Linked DNA regions of Anas platyrhynchos: region 1 is linked to region 2. The links are chromatin contacts, called in public Hi-C maps. All regions are on one chromosome and are shown on one strand. The core of a region is the stretch at or near the end of the contact, and the rest is flanking DNA. Distances in the headings are between cores, read along the strand shown. Region 1 holds the start of PCNX1 (pecanex 1). Region 2 overlaps PCNX1 (pecanex 1).

Region 1 (6,253 bases), core at 2,227-4,726, 44 kb before region 2:
GTGCAAAGACAGCTAATGACCAAGAAGCAAATAAATATTTTTAACTACTGCTTCTTCAAGAAATCAAAAGCTAGATATGTTTCTCTCCTAGGCTGATGAATTGCATGGTGAATCGAATTTTGTCTTCTTCAATCTTATATTTTGTCAGAATTGTAGCTTTGGATACTGTGTCTAATCCACAGAAAGACATATGTGTCGGCAAGATCTGAAGGTTGGGGTTGTAATATTGCTGTCTAACTATAGATCCTGAGACAAGGAATCAATAGGGAGAAGTAAATAAAAGTTGGTGATGAGCCACAAAGGCCTAGTTTGTCAATCTTCATCTGAAAACAAATGCTGTGCCCAACATGGAGACTAGAAGTACCACCTGTCCTAATTGTAAAGTGAGTAAATCAGTGTTTTTCTTATTTTCTGCTGATTGTTTGATTAGCTACTTAAAGCTTGGTATCAAACTGTGATGATGACTTCAATGAAAATTACAAGGAAGTGCCAATCATAAGCTTGTTTCTGGACATAAAAAAATTGCACCCAATTTAGGTAAAATTTTAACTTGGTTTCACCTCTTGTCCTAAATATCTAAGCTACCTTGTCATAAAAACTAGGAATTTTATTGATAACTAATTTTAAAATTATAATTTGGGGTATTCCACAGAAGATGTCTGGTGGGGGGGAAAGTGTAAAGCTTAAGTTCCTTGAATGCAAAGGTAAAAGAGACTGAAGTGCTACTTACAGTCCAAAGCATGCTACAATATTATTATTAGAAATGGTAACACGTTGAAGTATTTCTGTGGCAGATTTCAGTGTTTTTTTTAGTCTTGATTAACTTCCCATTCTAGTAATATCATACACTAAAAGAAAAAAAAGTGTATTTATAAGATTGGTCAAGAAATTGTCATCACCTCATCTGAGTATTTGGTATAATCTACCTTCTACTGTGCACCGCATATTGCACTGCCCTGATTTGGCAAATGCCCTTTCAGTCCCCTGGAGTGTGGCTTGACGTAAAGGAAAACATTGCTGCATATGATTAACAGATCATTCTTCCTTGGCCACATCTGTATTATGATGGCATATGCAAAGAGAACCAATAATATCCGTTTGCTGCAGAAGTCTTTGAAATAGCCTGCATATGTTAAGAGGGCACTTGATTGTGTGCATATGCCAAGAATGGGAGGAAACTGGATTATTATCAGGCCAAAATAACAGTTGCAATTTTGAGTTATCCTCCTCCTGTGTACCGCTGGCTTATGCAGCAAAATGATTTCTTTACCTCAGTCTGGACATACTAAATTATAGAAGAAATACTGGATTAAGAATAGGTTGCTCTCCAGTCATCTGACTTAATGCCCCCTTTTAAATATTTTATCTAAAAATCACGCACTCTTCACCAACATTGAGTTCTAATTTTCTTAGAGTACGTTCTTTGTACAGGGAGTAATATCCATCACCCTGAAGAAGTATTGTAAGGCTAAAGTAGAGTACAGAAGACAAGCCAGTTACTTGCTGTATTGCAGAGATTCAATGCATAGACTGAATCTACTGCTGTTGCAAGATACAGTTTGTTTCTCTTAAAAGCTAGTCGTGATTTTTTTCGTACTTCGTTAATGATGCCTACATCTGGCCTCATTATCAGTTTTACCTTCAGGCATGGACGGATTCCAATAATATTATTTCCCATCTTGTGTCTTAATGTTTTCAGCCTGCCTGCATTTAAGTGGCTAAACAATGAAATTTAATTGTCCTCTCAAGCATGTCAGATTCTCTGGCTTATTTTACTGGACTCAGACTAAATATTCCCAGGATCCAGTTCTCTGGAACAGGGCTGTCTCTATTAAACTGGGTTATGCTGCTGTGGATCAGGGTAGAGCCAGTAATATTCTAGGAGCAGGGTTAGGGAATTCCATCTTCTCACACAGGAATACTGTTTAACGTGAATCATTACTGTAAGGCTGAGGCTAATCTCTCCAAATTCAATCAATGGCTCCTAAAGAGAAGTATAAAGGTTTTTACAGCATTTAGTGCAGCCTTCAGGCACATTATTAATGAACGTTATCCCTCTTTCCTCCTTTCTGTGGAGAAGGTGAATGGCTTTTATGTAACGTTAATGAAACAGCAGCTGGAAGAACTAACGCTTCGTAATCCTGATGGTTACATTATCACAGTGTATTTATGGGTAACACATCCTAAGAACTCCATCTCTTAACAGCTGTGTTTGTAATTCTAAAAGGTATTTTGGCAAATGATGTTGTTGAAATATAGGCTTCATAGTTCTGTTTTCTTCTGAGTCTACTGTAAATGATGCTTGTCACAATTGGCTTTGTTCCCAACAGAGGGAATACCTTCTCCTCACCCATGACAATCTTCTGTGAGATTTTTTGGTTCTTGTTTTGTTTTTCATCCCCCTCTGACATCCTTTTTTCCTTTCAGATTTCCACACCATTAGACAGTATTTTTGAAATTCCTCTGCAAAATACCATGAGCAACCACTTAATCAGAAATGCAATATTGAATAAAAATGATCAAAATTGTTTGTTTATAACGGGGAAGAGAACTGATATGGTTGGGGGTTTTGTGTCCATCCCTTCTGCCTACTCCCCTGCTGGGGAAACAAACAAATAAAAAAAAAATAGATCAACTACATCTGTTTTGAGTCAGTCGCTTCTATCTTCTGGTTTTCCAAGAATAGCCAGCTGCTGCCATTGGTTAGCTAACTGTTGGGGAGGGAAATGCGGGCTGTGCCAGTAGCACAGTCTCTTGAAAACACGGGTCCAAATGTGTGCTCACCGTGAGTCATGGCTGCGTGTTTGGGTGTTTTGCACTGCAATTCCTCCTCATTAGGGGCGATGAGCTCCCGGCCTTATACCTGTTGGGAGGGCAGAGGGGCTGGGTGGGGTTCAGGACAGAACCTGGGGGGGCTTCTGCCACAGGAGTGATGGTATAATAATGTGCCTTTAAAGCTAGTTTTCCTAAAATATGACTGGAATCAAGTTGTTTAATGAAGGATCCTCAGCATTATGTATCTATAGGTTGTGAAGTGCTTGGTGGTGCTCTCAAACCCCCTTCACTCATCTTCCTTTCCACCTGATGCAGGGCTTTGGGGATGTGCTTATTTAGGGGGAAGCTTGAAGAGCTGGGATGTGATGAGCATTAAGGACCCAAGTGACTTTGTGTGTGCTGAAAACACTACAAGGAGCCGTGTGGTGGGGGACAAGGCACTCTGGGCGCTTGGTGAACTGTGGTACTGACAGGAAATGGACGTGCAGTGAGAAGGGGGAGGTGATTTTCCTTTAACTTCAGAAGGGGGAGGTGATTTTCCTTCTTTTATTTCACTGAACCACCTGCCCGAGGCCGGACAGCCCCATCCGAGGTCCTTTTTTCCATCGGGCCTCACCCCCACACCCCCCCCATCCCCTCCCCTCCGCGCCGCCGGGTGGCGCTGCGCGGGGCTGTGCGCAGGCGCGGTCCGCCCCCTCCGCAGGGGCTGCCGGGCTGCCGGCGGCGCGGGGGCGGGCGGGCGGCCCGGGGCCCGGACATAAGATGGCGGCGGCGTTGCTGGGGAGGCGGCGGCGGCGCTTGCGGCCGTGCGGGCTGTCGCGGAGCGCGGGCGGTGCGCGGCTCTGCCCGGGCTCGCAGGGCGGATAGAGCGGGGCCCGGCGGGCGGAGCAGGCGCCGCCATGGGCTCGCAGGTGCTGCAGATCCTGCGCCAGGGCGTGTGGGCGGCGCTGAGCGGCGGCTGGTACCAGGACCCGCACCAGGGCGCCGGGGTCAACGCGCTGCACCTCTACCTGTGGCTCTTCCTGCTCGGCTTCCCCTTCACCCTCTACATGGTGAGCGGAGCGGGGCCGCGCCGCGGGGGGGGGCTGCTGGCCTCAGCCCCGCTCTCGGGGCTGGCGGAGCTGCCGGCCCTCGGGACGGGCAGCGCGAGAAATCCCCGCTTGTGGCAGCCGGGGGGCGGCCCCGGTGTTTTTGGGGTGATTTCGCGTTAAACCTACCCGGCGCTGGGATCGCGGTGATTAAAAGTGCTGACCTTCAGACCCAGGAGTGCTCCTGGCGCGTGGAGTTGGCTTCAGGAAGGGCACAGCCAGCTGTGGCAAAAGGAGGCTTCTTTCTGTTGCCCCTCCTGTGCTGTACATAACTTAGGAACTACTAATATTTCACCTCGGGTTGCTCAGTAGAACAATGTGATCGTTTTGGGTGTGATGGGACCCGTCCTGGGCGTGACACAGAACGCAGTTTGCAAATCTGCCAGGTCCAGAGGCTCTGGGAACATAAACTAGAAACTGCCTTGTAAAAAAATATGAGCTAGCAAATGACACCTTGGAGGAAAAACTCCGCACGAGTGCAGTTGTGAAGGTTTAGAGCTCTTGGGCCTGGTATTTGCTTTGTGAAAAAAGCAATATTTACATCTGGAATGTGAAATGCTGCGAATTAGCTACTGTGGAAGAGGAGGTTACAGCCCCGTGCAGTTCTGAATTCATACTGCTGTGTCTTGGAAAAGGTAGCTCCAAGGCTTTTTGTTTGAAAACTTTAGACTGCTGGCAAGGAAACCACAGGCTGAGACAAACTGCTTTTAAAACCAAAGTTGATGTGACAACAGTTAGATAAAACTTTCCACTAAGCAGATCCACCCGCAATAAAAACTGAGAATCTATATCTACTCAGAGTTCCGCTGAAGATGGGAAGGAGAGAGACCTTCTGGTCTCAAATGCAGCTTTTTCAGAAGTAGTGCTCTTCTGTTTCAGCAGAATAGTTTGTTTAGTTAGCACTACCTTGCTCTGCTTATAAAGGTAAAGTGAACTACGTGCTGCATGGCAGGAGACTTTTGAGGAGGGTCTGATTTATTTAACGTGCCAGTCTGCTGTCAGCTGATAAATCCAGACCAGTGTTGGGATCTCCTGCTGCCCTCGAAGCAGTGGTTAGGTTTCGGTTGCTCGTACTATGGGGTAAACTTCAGTGTTTGCTTAAACTTGTTTCTTTCCCTGTGCACAGGGAAAAGATGAGCAAAAGCAAGCTGCTTCAGGTTTTGTTGAGGTCAGAGAAATTCTCTTGCTTCATAGCTCTGGACAAGTTAAAGATGCAACAACAAGTGCCAACTTCCCTGAGAAAAAGTAGGGAGATTAGTCACAAGTTGAAGCAGATTGAATCATATTTGGCTGTTTTCCCTCTTTCCACCCTCTGCAGTTTAAGTGTTGTCTAGACATAAACTAAACAGGCAGAACAGTGATGGTCATCTTAGTCCTTTAGCATCTCTTAACTTCTTGTCAGGCTAAAAAGGGGTAAATGTTGCATAGCTGTAGGACATACATAAATAAGCAGAACTTGCTAAAAAGTCTTAGGTAATCGTAATCTGAATTCTGAGTGTGGCTCACTGCTGTGTAGGAGGGAGTTTCTAAGCTAGCTTCAAATGACTTGTTGCTGGCAGACAACCCTGTGTGTTTAAAAAATAAAGTATATATAAAGACCTAACATGCTGGCAGGTCTTAGATTCCATATCAAACTACCTCACGTAAGGAATTCCAAGATCAGAGTGCTGCTTTGGTGCACAAGGGCAGCAGGAAGTGTAGATAGTTCCAAGTTGTTCAAGTAGCAACAAAGGCAGTAGAATCCCTTCAGAACTTAGCCAGTAGCGGGTTCTCAACACTGAATGCACCTTACATGAAGCTAATCACTTCTTCCAAGTGTTATTTGTTCCCAAACAGGATCAGAATGTGATCTTTTTTGACACTGGTAATTCAGATGTGCTTGTTGCTTAAAGATGTGGTTTGTTGCACCAAACGCTGATAATCTTCCATCTCTGCATTCAGCCCGTTGGTCCCCTGTCTTCAGATTAAAATTTGGTAGCGGTTATGGTTACCAAGTTGTTGTGTATCTGTGTGTTTCTTGGCTTGTGCTCATAGGGCTGATGGGTTTAATGTGAGGTGCTAACCAGTTGAAGGAATTAGCAGCCAAATTCAGCTAGCCTTTTTTCCTTGCTTTGTTTTTTTGTCTGCCTTCTGAGCTTGGACACATGGAAGTCTGTGGTCTGTGCCCTCGGTGAAGGAGAGCAGACAAACAGATGCATCCATGTATCGGTATTACAGATCAGGATGCTCCTCTTGTTCTGTGTTTCTGTCATAAGAGCTGGTCCCTGGTTTTAGATGAAACCAAAACTCAGGTTGGGAGAAGAAAATATGCCACAACATGAGGAGACTGCACAGCTGGGTTGCAAAATACAGTGGTAGCGCTGCAAAAAGGTGCCCTAAATCCAGAGGCT
Region 2 (6,225 bases), core at 1,803-4,302:
AGGTATATTGCTTCTGTGATTAAGAAATCTAATCATCTAGAGCTTGATAATTACACTGTGATTTTTGGCAGTTCTGGTTGTATCACATACATGCATGTGATAATACCTCAGATTTATTGAAATATTTTAATTTATGAAGGCAGTTGGGTGGTATTGTTGAGGATCAAAGCTTCCCGTGCTGCCTCTAACAGTACATATGTATGCAGATCAATTATTTGATTGAAACAGTTTAGAATCAGTTTCTCAATACTTCTTTTATAATTAAGTAGACTTAATTTATTTGGGATGGATGGGGGAACATTTTCAAAGGTATGAGTAGAAGGCAAATAATCATTTCCCATTGCTCTTATTGAAAATATCCCTGTTGTAGTTTGTGGAGTTGTGCATAATAGACAAGTTACCCTTTCAACAAACTTCATTTAGAATAAAAAGAACTGCTTTGAAGTGTCCAAACCGAGGATTTGTAAGCTTCAAAGGTCAAAATTTACCTTCAGCTGTAGTATTGAAAATGTTACTTCCTTGCATGCTACAGAGTAATCAAATTCGGATGGCTTTGTTGGTTGTCAGGAATAGGATTTGAAAAACATTTGCATGCTATTTATTACAACATGTTAATGATCCTAATGATGATGTGGACTTCACACGTGCAAATACTGTTAGCAACATTCAGAAGTTGTTTGAGAGGTTTGAAACAACAGTATGTATTAGCTGGAAGCAAGGAAACATTGAAAACAGACTACCATTTCAGGCAGACGTTGAGCCACTGAAGTCTTCCAGGTTTCCTCTTTGTCCATACGCTCACCAGCCTGCTGCTTTCAGGGAGTCCCATAACTGCAGGAACATCAGTGTGTGCAGTGTGTGAACTGTTACGTGGCTGGCTGTGGGCTCAGAGGTGAGGCACCTTTGTCCTTCGAAACGAGAAAGTTGGTTTCAAAGGAAGAGCATTCATCTCTTCTTCACCTCACGTCAAAATGAAAGAGCATTTCAGGGTTGTATGCCTGAGTGGTCAGGTAGTTGTGTAACGTGCTCCAAGCAGAACGTCATTGGGGTGGCTTGGGCTGGGAAGAACTCACAGCTCCCCTTTCAAGGGGGTGTGAGAACTTACAAGCACTTCTGTTTAGCATACAAACCCTGTCTGTATTTCTTTATTTGTAAAACATGGCTTTGTCTGCCTCTGTTCACAACTTGATAAAACTACAGTCCTTAGAAAGAGAGAACCTTAAGCTGCTTCAGTGTGATGCTGTCAAAAATATTTCGGAGAATGCCGTGGGAGAGGAATCACTAGAGTGACTAACAAATGCTGGTACATCCATGCATGGTGCATTTTGTGAGCATTGGGATCCCTCGGAAGACTTTCAGATTGCTGCGAGGAAGCTGCTGTTACCTCACACCACGTGAGAACAATTCCACTGACGGGACTTGGAGTTCAGTCAATTTGCTGTCACACCGTATGGCTTGGTAGGGCTGGCTTCCTCAGCACCAGTGGGTAGTTCTGTAATCTCTTCTGCTTTGGGGGAGTTAATTCTTTTTTCTGGATTTTGATTTTCAAAAAGGTGGGGGGCAACACTTATTATATTGAGGAGCCATGACAGTGAGCCAACTTTCATTAGGAAGTCTATTTTAGTAGAGGGGTGAATTGAAAGCATGGCCAAACCTGAGTCACTTTGTCATTTGTAATGTGAATAATCAGAAGTGAGTTGGCTGTCTGTCTGGAATCATCTGCTACATCCCTATTAACCAGATTTATTTTATCCTACCACAGCCCTGCAGCATTTGTATCAGCAACATAAATGCAGTAAATTTTGATAGACTCAAATGAATTGGGTCTGAGGAAACTGTAGATACTTCCTAATGGGGATTTTTTACACTAAACTTTTCAAGTTTTGAAGCCTTTTCAAGCCTTTTCAAACACATACTTTATGTATGATACAGTTTGGTAAATGTCTTTTGAAACTAACATAGCTGATGTAGTATCTCAGCCTGAGAGAATGGGAAGTTCCGTCTTGTAAGTAATACTGTCTAGTTTCTGTGACCAGCACTTCATTACTGGAGAAATCAATTAAATTTCCAGGCTCTCAGTTCAGTAGTGCAGGAACACGAAGAATGTAAATAACCCAGACACGATTGTTTCTGTTAGGGGCTTTTTCCTAATAGCTTATGTCTAACTGTGTGCTGACTAGAATCTGAAGTCTTTGGTTGCTGTTGAATTTGTATTTTTTTTAACTGTTGCAGTTTAGAAAACCTCCTGTATTTCTGGGGCTTTTAGTTGTGGGGAGGAAGGTTCCTAATGTATTGTACTAGGTTAATCGTAGAACTTCAGCATCAACTGTAAAAACCCAAGGATACCTAACTAGTCAAAAATAGAAACCCCCCTCCCAGATACCCTAACAAACGAATTTTCTACTTTGTGTGTCCTTACAAATACCTGTAGCAGACGTAAGTAAATACTGGGGGAGAGCGGTTGTGTTACTGCCTTGTGTACGTGACTGCTGAACGGGGTGGCTCTCGGGTCAGAGTGCTCTTTTCTTTCTGAGCACAGCTGCAGTATGTGTGTGTACAGCTGGTCTACAGTGCCCCCTCGGAGGGCAAAAAAACCTGTGCAGGTGTTTTCAATATGCCAGTGTTTTTGCTTAGTTTCACCTATACATGAAACTTAATTGTCTGTGGATCTGAAGAGAATCTGGAGTAGGAAGCAGTGTTTTTTCTTTTTCATAAAGAAAACAACATTGAACAGAAGCAGGTTGTGTTCTTACAGACAGTGGAAAGATTGGAAGCTCCTAGCTTGTTGAGTATTTCTCCCAGGACTACATGTTATCCCGTATCAGCAAGGGGAAGGGCTGCAGGACGTGCAGCTGAGAGATGTACACGGTTTTTGCTTGAGATGCTCCGCAGTGGGATTTCTTTTTTGTGTTGTGTAAGCAGTTCTTAAAATACTGCACACTCTGCATTGTGAGTTGAGTGAAGAAGGCTTTAGAGCTGGAAGAGATGGAGAAGTTGGCAGGGCACCATGTATGAGGTGATTACAACTTCAGAATCAGCTTCCTGCGTTCAGAGCTGGAATATATTAAACTGACCTTCAGGGGAAATTGCAGTGCTTATCTCTATGATCAGACTGTTGTGGAGAGAAGGGCACTGTAAAAACATCATATTGTGAGTAAGGTTTGAGTTATAATCTCAGGGTACTTCTTTGCTAATTGTATATTTAGGAGTAGACTTCATATTGTTCTGTCAAAAAGCTTTTAATGATTTAAGGAAACGTACAGTTTCTGGAACTCCATTAACCATCATGGTTTATCTCTGAACTTAGTTCGCAGTCTTCTGATCTTACACTGCAGTGTTTGCTTCTGGTTTGTAGAATAAATCTCTGCCTGTCATTCCTTTTTTTTTTTTTTTTTTTTTTTTTTAAGTCTTTTTTCTAGAGGTATAACTAATGAAGCATGCCTGGTCACTTTTTTTCCACCCTTTGTGTTTCTTTCCAAATAGACACGTACCTCGAAAGAATTTTAATTTGGACGTGTGAGGAATTTCTGTTGCAGTTTAATGCCATGATTCCAAAATGCTAGTAGTGTGTGATTCACTGATTGTTTTCCTGGGGCGGGGGGGAAGAAGTGAAGGCGGAGATCATGGCAAGTTGTTTTCCTGCTTATCCTGTAAGGAGGGGTGGAGAGGGGGAGCTTACATTGCACTTCTGATGCATTAATGGTGACATCTTGTAAATATGAACTCTTAGTTGAATTCAACTATTGCAGTTTACTGTGTATATGTCGTGTAAAATTGTGTGAAAAAAGGCTGAGTAGCTAACATCTTGTCTGCACTGGTGACACATTCATGTGTTACCACATTTTATATTCTGACACTGATATAAATTTAAATATCTAAATTGATGTCTAGTAAGCTAATGTGTAGAAACGTAGTGCTAGTGGGATTAAACGCCATGAAATTTTGACCTGTTCTTCACCTTTTCTTTAACAGGTAAGTTCAGTTCTACGCTCTACGAGACAGGGGGCTGCGACATGTCACTTGTGAACTTTGAGCCAGCTGCAAGAAGAGCATCTAACATCTGGTGTGTGTGAAGCCAGTCAAGAGTGGTGATTCTTGTCTTACTGTAACAAAATCTTTTTTTTTTTTTTTAATTTTAAAAGGTTATTTAGTACAAACTACCAGAAAAAAAAAGTCTAAAGAGTTTTCCATGTATTCTTCCTTTTGAAACCTAAGTGATTTTTAGTAGAAGATGACGCTAATTGCCTAAATAATCTTTTCCACTTAAGCAAATCCTGGAAAATGAAGATTAATATTAGTTTCAGCAGTAAATGTCCAGACCAAGAGTTTGACAAATGCATTTTTGATTGGCTTAATGGGAGTCTTCCTTAAAGAATTTATCCCAGGTTTGTGGAAAGTAGGGAGCTATTAACTTATTTAAAAGTGAACTTCCAATTGTGAAGCAAATGTAAACTGATAAATTTGTTCTTGAGTTCATAGATGGCATGAAACAATACAGGGAAGTCTTAAGATGCCTGTGGTAAAAATTTGATTTACAGTTGAAATAGCCAGCTATGTACTGGAAAGTTCATCTGCTCTTGGAAAGATACGCTTCCTTTCTCTGTAGGGACAGGAGGCAGAAGAAGGAAAAAACAAACCAAAGCCTTCCCTTCAAAATCTGCTTCACTATCTAGAACTGCTCTGAAATTACTGCATCATGCTGAATGTTTAAAAACTCCTACCACATGTAGGTGGAATAGCTATTGGATTTAAGGAGTAATGGATTTCAAAGCTCCCGTCTTCAAATCTTTCCTGTGAAAGTGTGCAAGTGCTTCCTGTAGAGTGGAACTTTGAGGAAAAAGTTCTGTATTCCTTGCACAAAGCTGCCAATGCCTGCCTCTGCTGCTTGCATGTTCCAGATGCAATGGCTTTGCTGATGGCTGCCGTTATGAAGCTGTACGTGCTAATGGAAGGAACAAATGGGTCACATCCAAGTAGTCAGATCTCTGTTTTAGAGAGTAGTTGAGTTTGAGTAAAATAAAATTATTAACAAAGATCTTTTTATCTTATGTTAAGGTAAGGAACTGAAGGAAGCTTGCATAAGTTTGATACCAGTCTTACAGCCATGTAATTTATGTGTAAAACATACAACCAAAAGATATACAAAATTGGAGAAAAAAGTTACACAACAAGAAAAATTTCTTCTCATTAACAAATGGAAATTGTAAAGTGATTTTATTCTTCTTTTGCTTAAAGTTTTTTCTAAAGCTATTTAAGTTTAAGTAACTTGGTCTGATTGTGTTAAATATGTATTATTTTTGGCGGTTTTAGGACTTGGTAAAAAGAGCATAATTTACAAACTGTCTGTGAATATACAGCAGACAGCTCACTCCTTTAGAGGTATGTGATGTGTGTTTGCACATGACTAGCTAACATACTATAAAATATCTTTGTTTCTTCAAAGTGGTGTAATTTCCTTCATGATAATCCGTGTAGACAACTAGTGGACTACCTGGTCAAATCACGTGTTCAGTAAGTTATACCAAGCATAAGAGTATCTTGATCTATAGCTACAAAATTTATCCTAGTACACAAGACCATTATCGAGGTTTATTTTCTTTCTTGGTTGTTTGTTAGGCCTTTACAAACCGGATACATGTATTTAAAATACATGTGTTCTAAGGAAAAAAAAAAAAAAGGAAGACATTTTGCTAAAATTTGCAAGTGGTCAAAATTAGTTTAGGAGACTAGTAAATTAGTGGCCTTTTGAAATCAAATGTAGTTTTATAATATGAAGTCTTTCCCCCTGTTCTTATAGTGACACGGACTCTCACGTATCGAGTTCTACCTCAGTTCGCTTTTACCCACATGATCTAGTAAGTTTTTCTTATCTATTTTTAAGCATGCCAAAAATCAGAAGACTTTCCAGTTCTCTATATCACTGATTAATCGTTGTATGTAGTAGTTCTTCGTTCTTAAGAAGGGTTTTTGCCTGGATTGCAATAAGATAAACTGTTACTGTTTTGCTGTCTTCGTATGTACATGCAAATTCATATTTCTGGATGGTAGTTTAAAATTTAAACGTAAATCTTCTGATCTAAAGCATGGTAATTTGAGTCTAAATCACGTGGAAATTGGATATGCTGAGATACTTCAGCATGATTTCCAGAAATTGCTGGACAACGTGGATGGAGTTGTATTTCTGTGCATGGCTAAGATAGGCAGGTCATGGAAAGAATAAACTTT

The links. Hi-C and Micro-C count contacts between places; a contact is called where the count stands out from the background.
Region 1: a Hi-C map of F1 follicle shows a contact between it and region 2, with 2.0 times the contacts expected there. The contact joins the promoter of PCNX1 here to the enhancer-like site in region 2. A contact is called at or near these places in 4 of 8 Hi-C or Micro-C datasets (F1 follicle, liver, skeletal muscle and 1 more).

What each region holds. Positions count from the first base shown.
Region 1 is chr5:36,286,031-36,292,283 of IASCAAS_PekinDuck_T2T, reverse strand. PCNX1 (pecanex 1) reads left to right here and starts at 3,476. Exons shown (of 36, transcript XM_038179407.2): 1 at 3,476-3,827. The coding sequence starts at 3,675.
Region 2 is chr5:36,241,223-36,247,447 of IASCAAS_PekinDuck_T2T, reverse strand. It overlaps PCNX1 (pecanex 1), which reads left to right. Exons shown (of 36, transcript XM_038179407.2): 9 at 3,973-4,063; 10 at 5,798-5,855. Among named protein-coding and RNA genes, the nearest start is that of PCNX1, 44 kb to the left of the region's middle. Within about 2 kb of position 3,052, at least 2 of the 8 cell types and tissues checked have an H3K27ac peak or open chromatin away from gene starts, as enhancers often do. A contact at or near this core is called in F1 follicle, where this site is marked.